Linked DNA regions of Mus musculus: region 2 is linked to region 1. A link is a contact called in public Hi-C data. All regions are on one chromosome and are shown on one strand. The core of a region is the stretch at or near the end of the contact, and the rest is flanking DNA. Distances in the headings are between cores, read along the strand shown. Region 1 overlaps D5Ertd615e (DNA segment, Chr 5, ERATO Doi 615, expressed). Region 2 overlaps D5Ertd615e (DNA segment, Chr 5, ERATO Doi 615, expressed).

The links. Hi-C and Micro-C count contacts between places; a contact is called where the count stands out from the background.
Region 2: a Hi-C map of cortical neurons shows a contact between it and region 1, with 3 times the contacts expected there. The contact joins two enhancer-like sites. A contact is called at or near these places in 3 of 484 Hi-C or Micro-C datasets (cortical neurons and embryonic stem cells) and 2 of 115 datasets of contacts at active chromatin or transcription factors (a beta-TC-6 cell line and embryonic limb bud).

Annotation. Positions count from the first base shown.
Region 1 is chr5:45,061,043-45,064,433 of GRCm38.p6, reverse strand. All of the region lies in intron 5 of D5Ertd615e (DNA segment, Chr 5, ERATO Doi 615, expressed), which reads left to right. Among named protein-coding and RNA genes, the nearest start is that of 4930431F12Rik, 97 kb to the right of the region's middle. Within about 2 kb of position 1,768, at least 6 of the 459 cell types and tissues checked have an H3K27ac peak or open chromatin away from gene starts, as enhancers often do. A contact at or near this core is called in cortical neurons, where this site is marked.
Region 2 is chr5:45,269,226-45,272,616 of GRCm38.p6, reverse strand. The region is part of intron 4 of D5Ertd615e (DNA segment, Chr 5, ERATO Doi 615, expressed); the gene reads left to right. Among named protein-coding and RNA genes, the nearest start is that of Gm46912, 110 kb to the right of the region's middle. Within about 2 kb of position 1,741, at least 2 of the 459 cell types and tissues checked have an H3K27ac peak or open chromatin away from gene starts, as enhancers often do. A contact at or near this core is called in cortical neurons, where this site is marked.

The DNA.
Region 1 (3,391 bases), core at 519-3,018:
CTCATTTAGCTAAATTAATTGGCCAAAAATCTTTAGTGATCCCTCTGTCTTCGCTCATCCCTCCACACTCAGATTACAGGCTTGTACTGCTTTGCCTGACCTATTTTAGCACTGTTGCTGGGGAGTCAAACTTAAGCCCTCAAGTGCAAATGGGCACTTCATTGACCAAACCATCTCCCCAGTGCCCCATGAGAACTTAATAACTTCTAAGGGCAGCAGTACCAATGAACCACCTTCAACCCCTTACCACGTTGATCTCTCTCTCTCTTTTTTTTATAGATAATTTTTTTAAATTAGGTATTTTCCTCGTTTACATTTCCAATGCTATCCCAAAAGTCCCCCATACCCACCCACCCCCAATCCCCTACCCACCCACTCCCCCTTTTTGGCCCTGGCGTTCCCCTGTACTGGGGCATATAAAGTTTGCAAGTCCAAAGGGCCTCTCTTTCCAGTGATGGCTCACTAGGCCATCTTTTGATACATATGCAAAATATACAACCACATTGTTACACATGAGGCCAAGACTCTAGCACATGAATCCTTGCAGAGCAAACCCTACACAGGGGACAAAGTACACCCAAACTACAGCAGGTATAGCCTGTGTACTCAAGGAGCTACAAATAATAGGGCTTACTGAAGGGAAAAGGTACATGTGGATGGCTGTAGGAGAAATAAGCAAGAACCAAATGAAAAGGCCTTATAGGGTAGAACTATGAATATTCTTTCGTAGAGACAACTCTACATACACAGGCAGGGTTGATTTCTGAGTGTATATGAGTATGTGTTTGTGTGTGTGTGTGTGTGTGTGTGTGTGTGTGTGTGTGCACATGTGTGCATGCTGGCTTAGGAGCAGTAGATCAGTTCTGAGTTGGTCACTATCATCCAAGTAAAAAATATTAATGGTTGGGTAACCATGACTAATGAAGTCTCTGAATTATGGGCATATGTACATAAAATAGTTGGATGTAGAAACCACACACACACACACACACACACACACACACACACACACATCCATATATATGTCAGCATATTCCCGGACCCTGGACTCTATAGATTATAAAAATGGGGGCTGGTGCTAAACGTGAATGCATAAGTGTCATCAGGTAAACCAGGTTGCAAGGGTGCAAGGGCAGTCAATCCTCCTACATTCTTGGGGATGGACTTTCTTGTTCTTCTGAAAGGCATTGTGGCTGTTGGTTCTGTTCTCTATTGCCTATGGAGATCATTTAAAGACCAGGTACTGAAAGACTTTTGGCTGGGAAAGGGTTTCGGTTGTAGGAAACCATTGGCCACTGTCTTAGTCAGGGTTTCTATTCCTACACAAACATCATGACCAAGAAGCAGTTGGGGAGGAAAGGGTTTATTCAGCTTACACTTCCACATTGCTGTTTATCACCAGACTGGAACTCAAGCAGGTCAGGAAGCAGGAGCTGATGCAGAGGCCAAGGAGGGATATTCTTTACTCACTTGCTTCCAGTGGCTTGCTCAGCCTGCTCTCTTATAGAACTAAGGCCCAGAGATGGCACCACCCACAAGGGGACCCCTCCCCATCACTAATTGAGAAAATGCTTTGCAGCTGGATCTCGTGGAGGCACTTCCCCAACTGCAGCTCCTTTCTCTGTGATAACTCCAGCCTGTGCCAAGTTGACACAAAACCAGCCGGTACAGCCAGAGAACCAGACCTACAGGATACCTCTAGATGAGATCCTTTCTCTTAGAAAGGAGTTTCTAATTCCTCCTTTGAGCTGTCACTGCCTACATATTTAATTTCCTTTTGGGGGGTGGGTGCAGCAGCCATCTGGCCTGCTAACAAAAGGTTTCTAACTGATTATGCAAAGTGTTCAGAGTTAAAACTTGAACAGATGTGAATTTTTCCTTCTTTAAAATAAGAAGAAAATTGAAGTGAACAGGTTTTTTCCTTCCTTCCTTCCTTCCTTCCTTCCTTCCTTCCTTCCTTCCTTCCTTCCTTCCTTCCTTCTTTCCTTCCTTCTCCTTCCTTCCTTCCTTCCCTCCTCCCTCCTTCCCTCCCTCCCTCCCTCCCTCCCTCCCTCCCTTCCTTCCTTCCTTCCTTCCTTCCTTCCTTCCTTCCTTCCTTCCTTCCTTTTTTCCTGCTTCCTTCCATTTCTCTCTCTCTCTCTCTCTCTCTCTCTCTCTCAGAAATAATAAATTTCATCATGACAGTGTATTTCAGAGAAGTATTTCTGAATAATTTTAACATGCAGAACTTCAGACAAAGAACTTAGGTTAGCATGGAGGCTGATAAGAAGAAAGAATAAGAAGAAATTTTATATTAGGTTATGATTAATTTGAGAAGAGGACAAGAAACAGGCCATATGGGCAGTAGGGGACCATATATGCTAATCTTCTTTAGCATATATGGTCCCCTACAAACCAACAATTACCCCAACAGCACACTGACTAATCTTTGGAGTATACTCAAAACAGACTGGTAGCAGAAAATAGAAATCAGAATTGAATCAGAATTCACCATATGGAATCCTCCTGTGCACCCATCATGTGTGTCCAGCAAAGCCAACAGCTAAAGCAAATCAACCAAGTCCAGTAACAGGAATTCATGATGAAGGAAGAAGTCTGGGGTGTTCTTGCAACCACTGTGTTTATGTCAGCACAGTGAATACTGGTTGTAAGGTGCAAAGAAGAGGACATGTGACAACCCCTTAGAAGTAAGAGATGTCACCAGAAATCCTAGCAATGCATATATATATATATGCAGTAGCTTCCTTCAGAGGATGTCTTTGATGAAAACAATGACCATGACTGTCTGAGCTAAGAGTTGTTCTGTCCAGACTAACCCAAGAGTTGTTCTGTCCTAGTCAGTCAGAGTGGGGGGGGGGGGTGCAATGAAGCATGGCCAGTCTACAAATAAATTATAGGAAAAAAATAAAGAAAAGATTCAAAATGCAGATAGGATATCCAATCAAGAAGACAACACAAGAACAGGAAGCAATCCTGAGCAAGTGTTTTTAGGGGTTGCACAGCCCAGTTAATGAGAATTCAATATACAATGAATAGGCCCAACGATGAGAGAATTAAGAAAAATAGAACATCACCCAAGGGAACATAACACCCCAGAGGGGAAAATGGTAGGATAAAATATTTTCATTGAAGATTTAAACACAAAGTTCAAACAGGACCAAACATTACTGAAAGGTCAGTTACAGAAGAGGTACAGAGGCTTGTAACAGCACCGTGAATACTGGTTGCATGTGCAAAGCATGCAAACAGATAGGAGGGGATAGGGAAGGCAGACAGAGAAAGATTATTCAAAGTTCAGTTCATCTGGCAAACATTGAGAATCATACCCATGAGTCCAAGTCCTCAGATTACTGTATAGATGGGCAGGGATATGGATGTTAAGGTTCTTGGA
Region 2 (3,391 bases), core at 492-2,991, 210 kb before region 1:
TCTTTCTTTCTTTCTTTCTTTCTTTCTTTCTTTTTTTCAAGCCAGGGTTTCTCTGTGTAGCCCCGACTGTCCTGGAACTCACTTTGTAGACCAGGCTGGCCTCCAACTCAGAAATCCGCCTGCCTCTGCCTCCCGAGTGCTAGGATTAAAGGCATGCGCCACCACCGCCCGGCTGATTTTCTTCTTTCATGGTATCATATTGTTTCTTGTCATGCCGCTTAAGCAATCTATAATCCTGTTTAATTTAATACCACACACACACACACACACACACACACACACACACACACACACACACACGTACACACACACACCCTTCTTTGTCTTTCAAAGAATGAGAGAGGAGAGTCAGGACTTTATCGGGCTTGCTCAGTCCTTCACTTCAGTGTATGGCACAGAATATATTTAGTAAATATATGTCAAGTAAATGAATGACTGAACTTATGGAATGCCTAGTGTGGTCCTTCTTGTCATAGGATTTACAGTTTCTATAGGGTGGAGGTGATGAGGAATACATTTTAAGAGTCATAACAGTAGAGAGGAGGAGTAAACACAATGTTTGAAGAGCAAAGGAAGGTCTAGCATTTAGTGCCAGGAGGAATTTCTATAGCATGTGGCAGTCAGAAGGCTAAACTATACATGAGAGAGACAGCCAAGCTGAAGGAGGAACCAGGTGAGGAATTGGGGGTTGGAATTTTAGCAAAAGATACTGAGGAATAATCCCTAAATAATAATGGCATCCATTTAGGAATAAGAAGGTACTACTGCAAAACAGAAATGCACATGGCATGGCCACCAAGGGCACCATTAGCCACATTCGGTAAAGACTGGAGGAGATGGGCACTTTAAGGAGATTAGAGGGATCCAGTAGAAAATTATATATCAACACCCCTTAGCCAGAAATATTAATATCAGGAGTATCTCAGAATCCGTTGTAAACTGGCATCGGTCAGGGGCTGAAATGATAGCTGTCAGTAGACATCCTGATGGTGTTCTGTGAAAGGTTGTGGTATCTGTGTACACGGCTGTGGTCCCAGCTGAGTCCCCTGTGATTTTTTTCTTGCTAAAATATACATGAGTGAGGGCTTCTTTCTCAGTGCCTCCTGGCTGTACATGCTTTTATTAAGGTTTGCCACAAGGAACTTTATTTTGACACTGAAACCTCTCACAGGAGAGAAGAGGCCAAGAAGGCAGGAGGATGGAGATGCAGGAAGGAGCCTCTGTTTGGTTTCTTTCAAACCCACACCAGCAGAGGGGCTAGGAGAAGCGATGTGGGATGTTGAACCCCAGTGATGTCAGACCTCTCCTTCAGAGATTTCATTCTTCACCGCAAGGCAGCCCTGTCACCCTCACTGTCCCTGAGGCCTCCTATGGGTCCCTGTTGATTCCTGGCATATATTCCTGGCTTACATACATTGAGGAGAGCCAGGTTTTTAGTCAGGTTGCATGGCTTTGCTTGCTCAGGAGCCCTGGGGCCTCCCGCTGTCTATGTTAAAGGTTCCTCACATTCATCTCAGGAGATAATGCACCCATTGCTGTTATTTTCATGATACCATTTGTTCTACATGCTAACGAGCTTTTGCTAGCTCTCAGCCTGGTCCTTGAACTTGTCTTTTATTTGTCCCACATCTTCAGATTACAACCATTCTCCTAACTATTGCTTTCTTTCCTGCCCTATGCATACACTCTTGTATCTGCCAAGGAATTTTTCACACCCCCCATGTATATATGCATATTACTTAAGAGTGCCAAGCAGAAAACAACATCCCATGTGATAAGACTGACAGGGCAGAGGAACACGCTTGGCTCGTTCTGGGAGGTGATGAACATTTGTTTTTAGGATTTATGTTTCTTTTGTGCCTTGTGTCTCCAGGCAGTTTGAATGACTGAGAATTTTGTTTTTAGAGTGAGTTTTCAGTGTGATTTTTAACAGGGTCTGAGCATTGGTCCCTTTTCTTCACATCTTCAGATTATAGGAAAAGGGCAACTAGAATAGTATAGTATTCATTTGAGCCTTGGGATTCTGTGTAAGTCACTTCACTGGCCAGGTTTCAGTTTCTCCTCTGTAAAATGTGCCCAAAGGTGGTCTGAGAACTTACTAATGTTAGCCGCCACCACCACAACCACCACCACCACCACCATCACCACCACCACCACCACCACCACCCGCATCCCTATCGGAAATACTTGGAAACAGAGATATTTGGGAATTTTGAATTTTTTGCTGTTGGATTTTAGGATGCATATATATACAATCTTGAGGATGGAACCCAAACTTGAACACAAACTTCACTTAGGTATCATATGTACCTTATAGCAACCTGAAAAGCACTTTGTCTACTCTTTGTTTAGTGTACCTGTGTTTTAGCTGTGTGGCATCATATGTTCAGCTGTAGAATGTTTCTTCCCCTTGGCACTCAAGTTTCAGGTGTTAGAACACTTGAATTTTAGACTTTTGGGTTGAGACATGTACAGCCTACACTTCTTTTAAAAATATAAATTTATGTATTAATTTATTTCTCTATATATGGGTGTTTTGCTTGCACTCATGTCTGAATACCATGTGAGTGCCTGATGCCCCTGGAGGCCAGAAGAAGGTGTTGGATAGCCTGAGGCTAGAGTTTCAGGTAGTTGTGAGCTGCCATGTAAGTTCTTGGAACTGAACCTGGGTTCAAGAAGAACAGCCATTGCTTATAACTGCAGAGCCATCTCTCCAGCCCCAGCCTATAACTTCTTGTGGCCCTAGTGAGTGGGTTTCATTTTTTCTCTTTTCTTTTTCCCTTTTTAAAATTGGATATTTTCTTTATTTACATTTCAAATGTTATTCCCTTTCTTGGTTCCCCTGCCCTGCTCCCGGAAACCCCCTATCCCATTGTCCCTTCTCCTGCTTCTATGAGGGTGTTCCCTCACCCAACCACCCACTCCCACCTCCCTGACCTCAAATTCCCCTACACTGGGGCATCGAGCCTTTTTAGGACCAAGGGCCTCTCCTCCCATTGAGGTCCGACAAGGCCATCCTCAGCTACATATGCGGCTGGAGCCATGGGTCCCTCCATGTGTACTCCTTGGTTGATGGTTTAGTCTCTGGGATCTCTAGTGGGTCTGGTAGGTCGAAATTGATGTTCTTCCTATAGGGTTGCAAACCCCTTCAGCTCCTTCAGTCCTTTCTCTAATTCCTCCATTGGGGGACCCCATGCTCAGTCCAATGGTTGGCTGTGAGCATCTGCCTCTGTATTTGTCAGGCTCTGGCAGGGCTTCTCAGGAGACAGCTATATCAGGCTTCTATCAGCAATTACTTCTTGGCATCCACAATAGTGTTTGGGTTTGGTGACTACATATGGGATGAATCCCCAGGTGGGGCAGTCTCTGGATGGCCTTTCCTTCAGTCTCT